Regions from separate parts of the Oryctolagus cuniculus genome. Here regions 1 and 2 are each linked to region 3. A link is a contact called in public Micro-C data. All regions are on one chromosome and are shown on one strand. The core of a region is the stretch at or near the end of the contact, and the rest is flanking DNA. Distances in the headings are between cores, read along the strand shown. Region 1 overlaps CDK6 (cyclin dependent kinase 6). Region 2 overlaps CDK6 (cyclin dependent kinase 6). Region 3 holds the start of CDK6 (cyclin dependent kinase 6).

Evidence for each region. A called contact is a pair of places that touch in the nucleus more often than the background predicts.
Region 1: a Micro-C map of ear pinna shows a contact between it and region 3, with 5 times the contacts expected there. The contact joins the enhancer-like site here to the promoter of CDK6 in region 3. A contact is called at or near these places in 2 of 6 Hi-C or Micro-C datasets (ear pinna and psoas muscle).
Region 2: a contact with region 3 is called in a Micro-C map of ear pinna, with 2.8 times the contacts expected there. The contact joins the enhancer-like site here to the promoter of CDK6 in region 3. A contact is called at or near these places in 3 of 6 Hi-C or Micro-C datasets (ear pinna, psoas muscle and an unstated tissue).

The regions. Positions count from the first base shown.
Region 1 is chr16:43,086,998-43,091,578 of mOryCun1.1, reverse strand. The region is part of intron 3 of CDK6 (cyclin dependent kinase 6); the gene reads right to left. Among named protein-coding and RNA genes, the nearest start is that of FAM133B, 100 kb to the left of the region's middle. Within about 2 kb of position 1,353, at least 4 of the 8 cell types and tissues checked have an H3K27ac peak or open chromatin away from gene starts, as enhancers often do. A contact at or near this core is called in ear pinna, where this site is marked.
Region 2 is chr16:43,146,546-43,151,503 of mOryCun1.1, reverse strand. The region is part of intron 4 of CDK6 (cyclin dependent kinase 6); the gene reads right to left. Among named protein-coding and RNA genes, the nearest start is that of FAM133B, 43 kb to the left of the region's middle. Within about 2 kb of position 3,698, at least 2 of the 8 cell types and tissues checked have an H3K27ac peak or open chromatin away from gene starts, as enhancers often do. A contact at or near this core is called in ear pinna, where this site is marked.
Region 3 is chr16:42,947,149-42,951,534 of mOryCun1.1, reverse strand. CDK6 (cyclin dependent kinase 6) reads right to left here and starts at 2,255. Exons shown (of 8, transcript XM_051853341.2): 1 at 2,023-2,255. The coding sequence starts at 2,255. It overlaps LOC103349473 (translation initiation factor IF-2), which reads left to right and starts at 2,708. Exons shown (of 3, transcript XR_011383218.1): 1 at 2,708-4,386.

The DNA.
Region 1 (4,581 bases), core at 104-2,603, 140 kb before region 3:
TAGTCATGACTTATGCTGTCTTCTACCTGCTGAGGTACTCACATGTGTCAGTGTCACTTGTTTATTAACCTCATGTTTGGTCATCTGTTAACGTCACACAGTACAAGACTATAGATGGATTACGGGAAAGTGACCTGGACTTGAGATCTGCACACCAGGGCTTTCAGGCCAGATACATTCTGTATACTTATTTATTATCTTGTAAGAACAAGTAGTATTATATTGTTAGGCCTCAGTTTCCTCAACTATATAATCAAGAAGTCACATTAGATTATTTCTGAAGTCCTCCCAACCCTGGAATTCTTTAATGAAGAATGAATAAATTCTACATGCTCCGTGACACCATCTGGGAACATGACATGGAAGAAATGGAAACTCGACAAAGGGGAAGTTGAACACTGGGTACAATAGTAAGCAGCCGATAATTTTACATGGCTTCCCCTGAAACATGGCCACTTTCAAAAGAGCAAAAAGGAATGGGATAGGGTACATTTCTTTCTGCTCTTATCCATAGTAATATGTGGATCAAAATGAATGTTCGGCTCTCATCTCCAGAAAAAATATCGCTTCAAATGACGGAAATGACATGAAATTACTTATAGACAAGAGAATATTAACCCCTTTCAAAAGAGTGAAAGGTTCAGGAGGAAGAACTATAAGCTATATAATAGATCTCTGGAAATTCCATTCTGCTCTCATGCAACCCAATCGATAAAGGGTCCTGTGACTGTGTCAGTACAGATGTTTGAAAAATCAGGTGTGAATGATAGCGTCAGTCATCAGGCTTGTAACGTTACCAAACAACCATGGCAACTTCACTTAAATTACAACACCAAAAAAAAGTCCCACAGCTGCTTTGCTGGTGATTAAGGAACTCGGAGTTTTGAAAAAGAAAAACAAGAAGCAATGCTCAAGGTAATAAGTGCTTTCATGTTAGGAGTTCTCCTATCTGAGGGCACTGGATCCAGGGAAAGGACAGAGAGATAAGGGCAATACTGCTGGTTACTAACAAATGGCAGATAAAAGAGCTCCTCTGGGTGCTGATTAAGTGACAGCATTCTACACATTCTTTCTGCTCCAGACAGACCAGAGCAGCGGCTCAGTTCCATGGGAAGCACCGCTAAATAAGCGTATCTGCTGCTTTCACATTCCTGCAGGACGGGCTGCCCCCCCCCCCCCCCCGCACCGAACAGAGACGTGTTCTCTGGGCGCAGAGCAGGAACACGCCTGACTCCAGCTTCCATCGAGAAGCATAAACGTATATGCTGGAAGCACAGAGAAGTTCTGTGCTGTGGGACAGGGTGGCCGGGAGCCAATGTTTACAATCCCCTGGGTGGGGAAGGCAGGCTGAAAGGCTCAGGACGGCAGCTTTAAAAGTCTTTGCTGTTGCCGCCAGTGACCTTCGCCTCTGTTTTCAAAGCAGCTCTCAGGTTAACCCCTTGAATTCTGAGTGCACTAGAGCTGCACAAAGGAAATACCTTTCTTTGAAGGACACCTCTCTCAGGCACATCGGTTTCTGATTTCGGCTGGGGCAGCTCAGAAACACTGGATTAAGAGAAAAGTATGCATTCAATCTGCTGTCAGACCCACGGGCACTGTCGGGGGCACTGGGTCTGGATCCTGATGTGTGCTGTGTCCTCCCAAGTGAAAGTTTCCAGCTTCAGGCAATGGACTCAAGCTCACAAACCAGGGGATTGTGAAACATGAGCATATTTGGTCTCCAGGGGAGAAGGAAGCATCCAATGTATGCAGAAATGCTCTTTTGCCAGCGAGCCAATGAGCGGCTGGGCTGTGGGAAGCAGGGCTTCCTATTGGGATCTCCTGACTAGAAGAATGGTGCTTAAAATTAAAGACAGGCTAAATTGCTAACAGCCCAACTTAAAAAGCAGCCGGGGAGAAAAACGCCAGTTGCAGAAATGAAAACCTAGTTTTCCAGTTCTGCAGTCAAAGCTAACCACATGTGGCCGATTATTGTTGTTGTTATTGTTTTGGGGAGAGGGATTAATAATCTTTTAACCCTAACACAGAGAACTTCTCATAAAAATGTATGCTTTATCAAGTCCTTACTACATGATTCAGTGATATTATTAAAGGCCTCCGAATGTTTTCAGAACCTCAGATTTACTTTAAGAAAAATTGATCTGATGCCAGGGACTCGTGTCTATTTAAGCAAGCGCTTTGGTCTAGGACCGGTTTCATGGATTTACAGACGTCTGGGACGGACATGTCAATCATCATTAACACTGACTGGACAGCATATTGAAGTGCGGGGCGATGAGTCGTGCAATTCTAATTTCAGAGTCTGTGAACTCCTAACATGGTTCCTGCCTTCAAGAGGGTTAAGATTCCTAGCAGAAAAAAGTGAAACACAGCATACATCAGAAAATGCACAAAAGTCATTAAAATGAAGTCTTGTGAAAATCACTCAATCAAACAGGAGACAATAATGAGGGATTTTCTCTTCGCATCTGGAGATGAAGCTCTGGCCTCCGTGTTACCAGGCAGCGTCTATAACGTCATCAAGTATGCGAATCCTGTAGTCGGAAGCCCATCTCAGGAAGAACAATGCTATCTGAGTACCCTTTTCCAGTGCTTCTCTACTAATAATTGGATCTTAATAAGTGCATCTGCAAAGAGTTATTAAAATTGCAGTTTCTCAGAGCATGCTTTGCGGCAATCCAAACTACCGCCCCGGTTTTCATTACAGACCAAACAACCTGTTCCTTGCTATCTACAGTGGAAGTCAGTGGTGATTAAGTAAATATATTCAACTCTAAAGCAGACACTGACTTGAAAGAATGTTTTGAGAAGCTCAAAGAAGCCCCAGAGCCTGACAACAGAGAAGACGTAATAATAGTTAAGAGGCGAGCTTTAGCCTGGGTTTTCAGTAGGCCTGGCCCTTCCTAAGGTCTTGACGTACTTCACGCCATTTAAAAGCTGTCAAAATTTGGGAGATGGGCTCCGCACTTTTTAACTCATTTTCTAGGTAAGAAACAAACCAGTGCTCACAACATGTTAACAACTACAGCAAAGTCCCAGAACTGCTGGAGCTGGAATTCAAACCCAGGTGTAACCCCTGAGTCTGCACATGTAACCACTGAGTGTGGCGGCCACGGACACAGACAGCACCCATGGCTGCCACACAGCTCAGAACACTCACGGCTCTCCCCAACTGGGATACTACTGTTACTAGGAACTCCCAAGGATTACCCAGCTTCTATTCAAGCAGCTATGTTCAGTTGGAGGTTTTTCGTTGTATTACTGAACGAAAACAGGAACAAACAACTTCCAGTGCAAGGCATGAAGCTGTAATACTTTCTTTGTGCCATCAACTGACTAATATTTAGGCTCATTTATTATGTTCACCTTTTAAATGGAATCTAAAAATAGCAGACGGGCTTCTCTCTATCTCAAATGCTCATGTTTTACAAACCAGTTGGAGAGAATTTATGTCCGGGCTAAAGCATCTGTATTCTCATCACTCCTAGCCCAAGCTTTTAAGACATTGTTTCTTGTTTGTCTCCATAAATGAATCTTGCCTTTAAAAAGCAAAAGAAAAAAAAATCAAACTGTTGTGAAATCAAAGACAATAATTGTTGCCATCTTTTACAGTAATGACATGCCCCTAAAAAAAAAGTTTTCAGCTTAAGACTTGGTTTTTGAAGCCGCTTCGAAGTAACTAATAACAGCTACTCATGAACTTGAATGATTCCAATAGAATTATTAGGCACAACCAATTACAACTGAGCTTCTCCACACACAGCATAAAGTTAAAACTGTACAAATGAAGCCAAAATATGCACAGCTAAAAGGAATGCTACAGGGGGGCCTCTCTGCGAACAAAGCAAGCTCAGTTTGGCTCTTTTTCCCTCGCGCTACCACATCCGCACATCGTTAGTTGGAAAATTCCTGATATATGCTGTAATTTTTTTGTGCTTTTTTTTCCCCCCAGTACACTTGGGGCTTTAATGTCCAGATGCCATTTTCCCCCTTATCTGTCCCTGTCTGGGGCTCTGCCAGCTATGGTCAACAATTAATACAGCCGAAGGAAAAAATACAGTGCACTCCCTGGCAACTGGTCCAGCCTCGCAGGAAATACCAAATAAAAACTCGATTATGTATTGTTTAACCATTTTGTTTGCCTGTAGGCCACCCCGACGTCGGTGTAATTCAGACGAGCATGCTTCATCGGGATGGTCTGAGGGCCGCACCATTGTTCCGGGAGTCTGTCACGCACAATCACGGCTTCAGCCTGTGGTTCTCTAAATGAAAGGAGATCCGTGGCAGCTTTCCAACCTGCATTCCTTTTAATTAGTCAACTTGTGGCCCAATGTTATAATAGATAAGTAACCTCTTAATATTCATGTAATTAATTTTTTTCCCCCTCATTCAGTTATAAGCCTTTGCATGGGGGAGGGCGGGTGGTGGTGGTGGTGGGGGCAAGCTCACTATCTAGGCTCTGGTTTATGAAATAGGCATGGTGCTCTTACAAAGAACACCAGAGACCATGGCTCAATGATTCTACATGAGGATAACTCTAGAATCCACAGTATACCAGTACTTATATGTAAAGCATATTAT
Region 2 (4,958 bases), core at 2,449-4,948, 200 kb before region 3:
AAGATGGCCCAAGTACCCATGTGAGAGACCCAATTGGAGTTCCAGGCTCCTGGCTTCAGCCTGGCCCAGCTCTGGCCGTTGCGGCCAACTGGGGAGTAGACCAATGGATGGTGGATCTCTCTGTCTCTTTCTTTTTCTTTCTCTCGCTCTCTTTCCTTCTTTCTCTGTGTTATGCTGTCCTTCAAATAAATAAATATTTTTTAAAAAAAGATGTTATTTCCTTCCTTCAACAAACCAGCTTGTAAAACTATAAGCATTCTGTCTCTTTTGCAAGAAAGGAACACTGACCGTGGCTTAGCTCACAGGGTTAAAGTAACAGTTAGAAGAAGGACATGATCTAAAGAGGCAGCTCCCAGGGTGTCTGTGTGTCACAGCCACCCACACAGGGAGCATGCCAGGGAGAATTCGCCTTGCTCCGTCTGACGGGGAGCGACAGCAGGCTGTGAGCTGGGTTTAGGATTCTGAAGCAGGACTCAGGTGTATGGAGCAGGACAAAGTGCTGAGATTAATTAGCAACACCTAACATTAAGAACAAAGTAGCCAAATGGGTCAAGTTCTATTTCTTTGATAGCCTCACTTCAAAGCAATACACAGGACCCAGTTAGAAGACGCAAAGGTCTGTTCATCGCACAGAAACATACTCCAATGGCAAATACTACACATGTTAGGGTAAGCAAAATGTTTTTTTTTTTTTTTTCTTTTTGACAGGCAGAGTGGACAGAGAGAGAGAGACAGAGAGATAAAGGTCTTCCTTTGCCGTTGGTTCACCCTCCAATGGCCGCTGCGGCCAGCGCGCTGCGGCTGGCACATCGCGCTGATCCGAAGGCAGGAGCCAGGTGCTTCTCCTGGTCTCCCATGGGGTGCAGGGCCCAAGCACCTGGGCCATCCTCCACTGCACTCCCGGGCCACAGCAGAGAGCTGGCCTGGAAGAGGGGCAACCGGGACAGAATCCGGCACCCCGACTGGGACTAGAACCTGGTGTGCTGGCGCCGCAGGCGGAGGATTGGCTGAGCAGCGGAGCTGGCCCACAAAATGTGCTTTTCAAAACCGCTTCTTACTTGTAGCCCCCAGACCCACGAGTCTTGTTTTTGACATTTTTTCTTTTTCTTTTTTGCTAAGGGGTGTCTTATGGGCTCTGCTGTGGGTTTAGTAGCCTGTGTTCACATACACGCTTGCAAAAACTCTAATGCCAGCCAGCTATCAGCAAAATGTCATCTTTCCAAGGCTGAAGGTTTTTATGTTGATTTGGGGGAGGAAAAAAATCATTAGACATTTTCTGAAATATTAGTGTTTGTTGGCTGAAGTGGCTTTAAAAAAAAAAGCCTTAGCTCAAAAGAGAACCAAAAGTCACTAACAGAGTATTACAAATGATCTAAAAATATCCTCAAATTGAATTCAATCATTGGTTAAAAATACTCCCAACAGTGGAAAACTCATCTTCTCATTTTTTTTCCCTTAAGAAGCAAACAACTGTGATGTGTTAGCACACACATAGGGGCTCTGGCCCTGGGATGGCGGTGATGCTGTCTACGTGTCGCTCCTGACAGGTCTATCAGCCCACAAAGTCTGCATGCCTTTTATCAGCACTAAAAGCCAGCTTAATTGTTCAAAGAGCTTATTTGCTGCAGTTATTTCACAGGGAGGGAAGCAGGGAGAGGGAGAGAGAGAGGAAGAGGAAGAGGAAGAGGGACACGGAGAGATGTCTGTAACAGCCAGTGAGGGGCTGAGCTGAAGTCAGGAGCTGGGAACTCAACCCAGGTTTCCCCATGTGGGTGGCAGGCACGGAATGACTTGAGCTCTCCCTGCTGCCCCCAGGGTTTGCATTAGCAGGCAGCTGGAGTTGAGAATCAAACCTAGGAACTTGGTAGTGGGATACAGGCACACCAACCAACCAGGATCTTAACTGCTAGCCTAAATGCCCACCACTGAATTTGTACTTTTAATGATGGGTAGGGTAGTATTTTTTTTTTTAAGATTTATTGAATTTTAAAAGTTTTTAAGGAGTTACATAGATGGGGGTGGGCAGAGACACAGAGTGATCTTCCATCTATTTTCTCCCCAAGTGGCTGCAATGGTCAGGGCTGGGCCAGGCTGAAGCCAGGAGCCTGGAACCTCATCTGGGGCTCCCATGAGGGTAGCAGAGGCCCAAGCATCTGGGCCATCTTCTGTTAGCCTTCCTAGGCACATCAGTGGGGAGCTGGATGGGAAGTGGAGCAGCCTGGGACTCCGTATGGGATGCTGGCATTGCAGGTGGTACCTTAACTCAATGTGCTACAATGCTGGCTCCCATGGGTGGGTACTTTAAAAAAAAATAACAAAACTGTTTTGCGGGTTGTAAAATGCATATGCATTGAAGAAAGTCTGGGGAGTAATAAACAGAAAAAAAGAAATCCCATGGCATTGCCTCCCGGCTTTTCTTTTTCTTTTACAAATGGTAAGACTGCACCTCTACAGATCTTTTCTTTCTGAACGAGCTAAGAAGGCACCATGCCCCAGAGCAGGATCTGAGTGCTGGCCCTGGAGCCCCCCATCCCCCACCTGAGCAAGTACAAAGAGACAAGAAAGTGGGTGGCAGTCATAACAAAGCTATGGCTGAAGTCCACTCAAGCCTTTTAAGAAAAGAATCAAGGACGTAACTAAAAAAAAAATGATCTGCACACACATTTTCACCTGCCCTCGGAGAGCCTCATCTCCGGACGGGGAGCTGTAGTAGCCTTTTCCTTGTTCCTTTATGAATGGTAAAGACAACTGGTCTCCTGCATGAATGTGCTGTTTCTATCCAGCACATTTTGGGCAGGATCCAATAAAGTGTGATAATTCAACAATTTAGTACAGGAAACAAAGCCCACAGCATTCCTCAGAAATTTCACAGACTATCTAGATAGAACAGACCCAGTGGAATGGGCTTTTTTTTTTTTTCAGTAAAATTTGAGGAATGCGATTTTTCATGGTGGGCACACGAGGTTTGTGACAGATGGGAATTCAGATATGAACACAACACAATTAAATGATACAGACGATTGTGCTTCCACGGACCTTATTTCTGCAAACAAAGGAAAGTTGGTGTTTGACAACTGTGGATGACTCATCAGAGGAAGCTCTGCCCATGGGGATGTGCTTTCTGGCATTGAGCTGCCTCACAAAGCCAGCCTTTTTTCTCCCTGCGGGTCGGTGAGGTTTCATTTTAGGAAATGGAAGTGTCAGTGTGGACAAACTGTCCTCAGTATTTATAGCATAACATGCAGTTTCCTTTAACTGCCTCTCAACAAAGAATATGTGAGTGGAAAATAAGATCGAGTTTCCTTCATTCTCCTGTGTCATCCGAACTGTGTTCTGTTTACAAACCTCATTCAGCACTTGAACACATTTATAAGCAGCTACCGAAGTAGTGTTGTTACACTGGAGTATGTTAATGGTTTGCCAACTACTTTTTATTTATTTATTTTATAATTTTTTTTTGACAAGCAGAGTGGACAGTGAGAGAGAGACAGAGAGAAAGGCCTTCCTTTTCCGTTGGTTCACCCCCAAATGGCTGCTGCGGCCGGCGCACCGCGCTGATCCGAAACTAGGAGCCAGGTGCTTCTCCTGGTCTCCCATGCGGGAGCAGGGCCCAAGCACTTGGGCCATCCTCCACTGCACTCTCAGGCCACAGCAGAGAGCTGGACTGCAGGAGGAGCGACCGGGACAGAATCTGGTGTCCCGACGGGGACTAGAACCTGGGGTGCCGGTGCCGCAGGCGGAGGATTAGCCTTTTGAGCCATGGCACTGACTGCCAACTACTTTTAAGAGCTCTTTGACTCATTAAGGATATTCCAAGACTACCATGTTTTAATTTTGTAGTGTTTTTATTTTCTGATGAGCAAAGGCCCACAATGGCTGTGACTGGCCTGAGACCAGGAGCTGAGAACTCAATTCAGGACGCTCCTGTGTGTGGTGGAAACCCAGTCACTTCAGCCATCACCACTGCCTCCCAGGGTATGCTTTAGCAGGAAGATGGGGGTCAGGAGTTGGAGCTGGGCATCGAACCCAGGTACTCCAATATGGGACCCAGACCAAATGCCCATCCAGTGACTTTGCAATGGCTTGAATATTTATCTCCATTTGGGTTGCAAATATATCCTATAGCTTCTTTATTCTTTTATGGTTTAATTTTACCTATTTAACTTTCTAAGCCATCTGTCATGTATTTTATAGTAAGGAATAATAATAATAATAATAATAATAATAATAATAATCAGATTACTGGCCGGCACCACAGCTCACTTGGCTAATCCTCCACCTGCAGCTCTGGCACCCTGGGTTCTGGTCCTGGTTGGGGTGCTGGATTCTGTCCCAGTTGCTCCTCCTCCAGTCCAGCTCTCTGCTGTGGCCCGGGAAGGCAGTGGAGGATGGCCCAGGTCCTTGGGCCCTGCACCCACATGGGAGACCAGCAGGATGCACCTAGCTCCTGGCTTCGGATCGGTGCAGCGTGCCAGCCGTAGCAGCCACTTGGGGGGTGAACCAAAGGAAAAAGGAAGACCTTTCTCTCTCTCTCTCTGTCTAACTCTGCCTGTCCAAAAAAAAATAAAAAAAAAAATCAGATTACCATTCTGCCCATCAAGGTGACCCGTTACCCTACCTCATTTGTTGAACAAGTCCTTCTATCTACCCAGTTTTGTGATTTATGGTACATTACATCACTTCCCAAATCCAGGTCTCTCTTCTGGTTCTCCATTCTGCTCCATTAATGTCTGTCACTTCTGCTTGGCACCACGTTAGTTTGCATGACTAAAGTTACAGACTACATTTCTGTGCTTGGTAGAAGTTTCCCTTCTCAGCTCTCTTTTTTTTAAACATAAAAAAATTCTTGGTTATTTTCATCATTTTAACTCTTACCACAACCCATTAATTCATTTTAGAAAATCCCAATGGGTTTCTGGGTAGGAGTTGCCTAAACCCATGGAATTAATCTGGAAAAG
Region 3 (4,386 bases), core at 1,006-3,505:
GTTCTGGGCAAGCGCGTCCCACTAATCTTCAGGAACACAATGTGTAGACACCTGAAGTGCTTCTAGATGCACAAAGTGTTTTCACACATGGCGTCTCACTTGACCCTCACCAACTACCAACTCCAAGGGGTGGGTGGCACCGCACCGCTCAACAGGCAAAGACAGTCTTAGAAAAAGGTGTCTTCTGATTCGTTAAGTAAATCCTCCTGACATTTGCAGTGCAGAATCTCAGTTGTGGCTCAGTGAGAGATCTCTGAAGACACACCAGCCTCAGCAGGTTTCACCCCGCGGGTGGGACGGAGGGGCCCCAGCGCGGCAGCACGGGGCGCGAGCTCTCCTCCGTCAGGAGAGCGAGTCCTGCCTCGTTAACAACAGTGGTAGTACCACCAGCGTGCCTCTGTAACACCCCCATGCTGGAAGGTCAGATGTGGCAGCTGCCTGGGATGGGACAAAACCAGAAATCTTGGTCTCAAAATTCTACTGGTGAAGTCACCCTTTGGAAGGGCTTAGGCGACACCCTAGGGAAAGTACTAAGTTAGAGGGAGCTAACTGTCCCCTCTACGCCCACTCTGATACCAACAAACACACCCTCCAGGGGTATTTTGTTTTTTTGTTTGTTTGTTTGTTTAGTTTTTTCAAAAACACGGAGAAAAGGTAACCTGTCGCTTTAATATGTAAGCCCACCTCCCAAAACACTCTCCCAGTCTCTTTATCTTCGACCTCCACCCTTGACAAGCTGATGGAGAGGTATAATGGAGTCCTATCTTTACAGTCATTTACTACCTTATTTATGTATTTATGATTCTCTGCTGCCTTCCAGCCTGAGTCTTCACTGTCTTGGGAACAAAACACTACACCAATCACCCAGCCTAGGGTAAGAAGAGGCAGGTCAGAACCTCCCACGGAGACTGCAGGCACCCGGTCTCCCTGAGCCTGTCCAGGGTTTGGTATTTCAGGTCATTCTCGGGTCGCTCCGTTTTGATGAGTAATGTTAAACTGTTTGACTTTTCACAAAAATATTTAGCCATGCTTATTTACATCACTTCATCCGCAGCGCACGCAGCAGGCACGTAAGTGTTGAGCACAATGCCTCGCGGAAGGAGGGTCTGGGACCTCCTTCTCCCAACGCGTGAGGAGTCCACAACCCGCTCTGCCTCCGTGCATGCCTTTGTGACCTGAAGCCATGCAGCTCCTCTGTTTAAAAACAAGATGACACAAACGCACACACAGTCAACTGCGCAAAGGGGCGATTCCAGGATCACCAAGAACCCACCATTCCCCTAAGTCTCACTCACACACACACACACAGTTTCATTTAATATCTTTAATACCGGTCACAGCACAGCAGAGACTTCAGGGACTGACTGCGTACCCCACTCCTGCCAGTCACCCAGGAAAAGCAAGGACAAAGAGCACTGAGAATCTAAAGCCACCACACCTTGGACACCCATCCCTTGGCAGCGGTGGTCCAGGGGCTATGCCAGCCCAGAGAGAAGTGGCACGGACAAGAAGGATGACAGCTCTGGGACGATGCTGTCTGCCACTGGGCGACTCCCCGGATCATCAGTAAGCCATTCTCATTGTGCAACTTTAATACAGAGAAACTGGGTGTGATTAGCAAACATATTCTTATCCGTTTCTGCATTTTTAAAGACCTCATTTGTGCAAGGCTCCACCCTAGAAGTTTTCTCCTCGCTTATCACACGGACAACCTGCTCCCTCTCCTTTGCAGTCGCAAGAAAGAAAGAGAGAGAGAGAGAGAGAGAGAGAGAGAGAGAGAGAAAGAGAAAGAAAGAAAGAAAGAAAGAAAGAAAGAAAGAAAGAAAGAAAGAAAGAAAGAAAGAAAGAAAGATCCCCCGAAGCCGGGAAACGCAAGCAGCAGTGGTCTCAGGTCTGTTGGTTCTGCCCCCAAGGCCTCCCCCGCAAGGCCCTCGGGGCGGTCGGGGAGAAAACACCGGCGGCACGGCGCCGGCGAAGCCCGCACCTCCCCGGGCCCCCGACGGCGCGGACCCCAGGGCTCACCTGACCACGTTGGGGTGCTCGAAGGTCTCCAGGTGCCTCAGCACCGCCACCTCGCGGATGGTGGAGAGCGGCATGCCTTCCTCGCCCGTCTGCACCCGCACGCGCTTCAGCGCTACGAACCGGCCTCCGTTCTTGAGGTCGCGGGCCTTGAACACCTTCCCGTAGGCGCCCTCCCCGATCTCCGCCACGCACTCGTACTGCTGGTCGGCGCGGCTCAGGCCGTCCTTCTCCATGCCGCCTGCACGCCGCGGCTCCCCGGAGCTCGGTCCCGCTCTCCTCGGCCCCGCCGGCTCCGGCGCGGGCTGGCGCAACCCTGGTGCCGCCGCGGCGAAACTCCGCCTGCCGAGCCGCCGGGGAGCGAGCCGAGCCCTCCTCTTCCCTCCCCGAAGCGAAGTCCTCCGCACCGACACCGAGGCGATCACATAGTCTCCACCCGAGCGCGTCTCGGTCCGGGGTCTTTGCGACTGAAACGGGGGACAGGAGAGAGGACGACAAGTCAGACCGCCCGGGAGCCTTCCTCGGGGTTCCTGCAGCCTCCCCTCCTCCACGGCGCCCCCACGCGCGCCCGGCCCTCTCCCGCGCCGCCCAAGCCTGCCTGGCTCCTCCCGAGCAAAGCGAGGTCACTTTCTCTCCCCGCAGGGCTGCAGCCGTCTGCGCGCGGCGAGGCTGCAGGGGCCCCTCGGGGATGAGCGCGCCGCGCGGGACGCAGGGCAACGGGAGGGGGCGTGCCGAGCGGCCCGGAGTGTGCCGGGAGCGCGGGGGAGGGGAGGCGCCGGGCGCGTCAATGTCACGGCTCCGCGCGGATCCCTCGCGCGCCGCGCCGCCCGGGGGCCTGGACGCGGGTGGGGGCTCCCGGGACCCCGGAGCCCGCGGCCGGGCAGGGTGCGAGAAGGGGTCGTCACGCATCTGCTCGGAAATTGCTTCCTTTCTTTTTCTACTTTCAGTTTTTCTAAGGGGGAGACCTTTAAAGACGCGGCGCACACGTACGTGGTCTCGCCGGGGGCCGAGGCGCCTCGGCCGGGAACGCAATCCTGCCTCCGACTCCGAGGGACCTCCCTGGTGGAAACCCCGGGAGAATCAGCCATCTGGTCGGGGCGGGCTGGGCTGCGCCGGGGTGGGCGAGCCGGAGGCCCTGGAAGGGGCAGCCCCACGTGGGATGCCGAGGGTGGGGGCGAGGGGCGTCCGCCTCCGGGACTCAGCGCGGGGAGGAAGACACCAGGACCGCCGACTCGCCCCGAAGTTTCCAGCCCAGGTCAACCTGAGCCGAACGCTACCTCCCCAGAGGGTGGTGGGGGCGGGGGGCGTCGACGCTGCGCCTCCCGGGCCGAGGGGGAAGGGGCTGCGCCCCCCGGAGCCTGCCCTCGCCACCCTTTCCCCAACCCGCGAGGCCGTCCGCGGCGCCGTGGCCCCCCGGCTCCCGGGAGCCCGGGTCCCGCGTGCAGCCGGGGGCCGGAGCCCTCCGCACAACAAAGCCCCGGAGGGGGTGCCCTCACTTTCCCGTCTCCTCTCAGCCGCCCTCCGCCGCCGAAGGAGCCTCCCTCCCCCGCGGCCGCCGCGGCCTCGGCCGGACCTTCGCCGCGCCGGCCGCGTGTCCGCACTTCCCGGGACACCTCGGCATTACCTGCCCCGCAACCGCGGGCCCGCTCGCCTCCGGCCGGGATTAAAGGAGCAGCGGCAGCGGCAAAGCGGCGCGACCTCCCGGCCCGGCGTGCGGGCGGAGCGGACCGCAGCGAGAGCGGAGCCTCCCACACGCACTCCTTTCACAACGCTCCCCGCGAGCCGAGGAAAGCGCCCCCAGAGCCCGCCCAGGGGTCTGAGCCAGGTCGAGGGCCACACAGGTAGCGGGGGAGCCGCCGGCGGCCGCCGGACCCGCCCCTCCCGCGTCCCCTCCCCCTCCCGCCGGAGTCCGGCCCCCGGCTCCGCGGCGAAGGAAGCGGCGGGGACGTCCCACCCCCGCAGGGAACTGCGCCCGCTGGCCCCGCACCGCCCGCCTCTCCCCCCCGGCCCCCGGGCTGGCGGCTCCGGCCGAGAGAAACGGGAGCAGCAGTGCCTTTTCCCCCCCTCTCCTCCACTTTTTTTTGTTGTTGTTGTTGCTTTCCCACGCTGGCTGAATGTGACTTGACCCCATTTCAAAAAAGTTTGACATAGTGCTTCAACATTTCCGCATTCCTCCGCGACTACAAAGGCTGCAGCCGCCTCCTTCTGCTTTCTGTCTCTGCTCTGTCTTCACACTCAATGAAATCCTTCATGTGCCTCTCCCCAAGCCTGCCAAGCACCGCAAGGGTCGCCACCGGCGCAGCGCCCGGGGGGCCGCGGCGGCGGCGACCGCCACTCCCGCGTGTGCGCACACGCACAGGCGCCCAC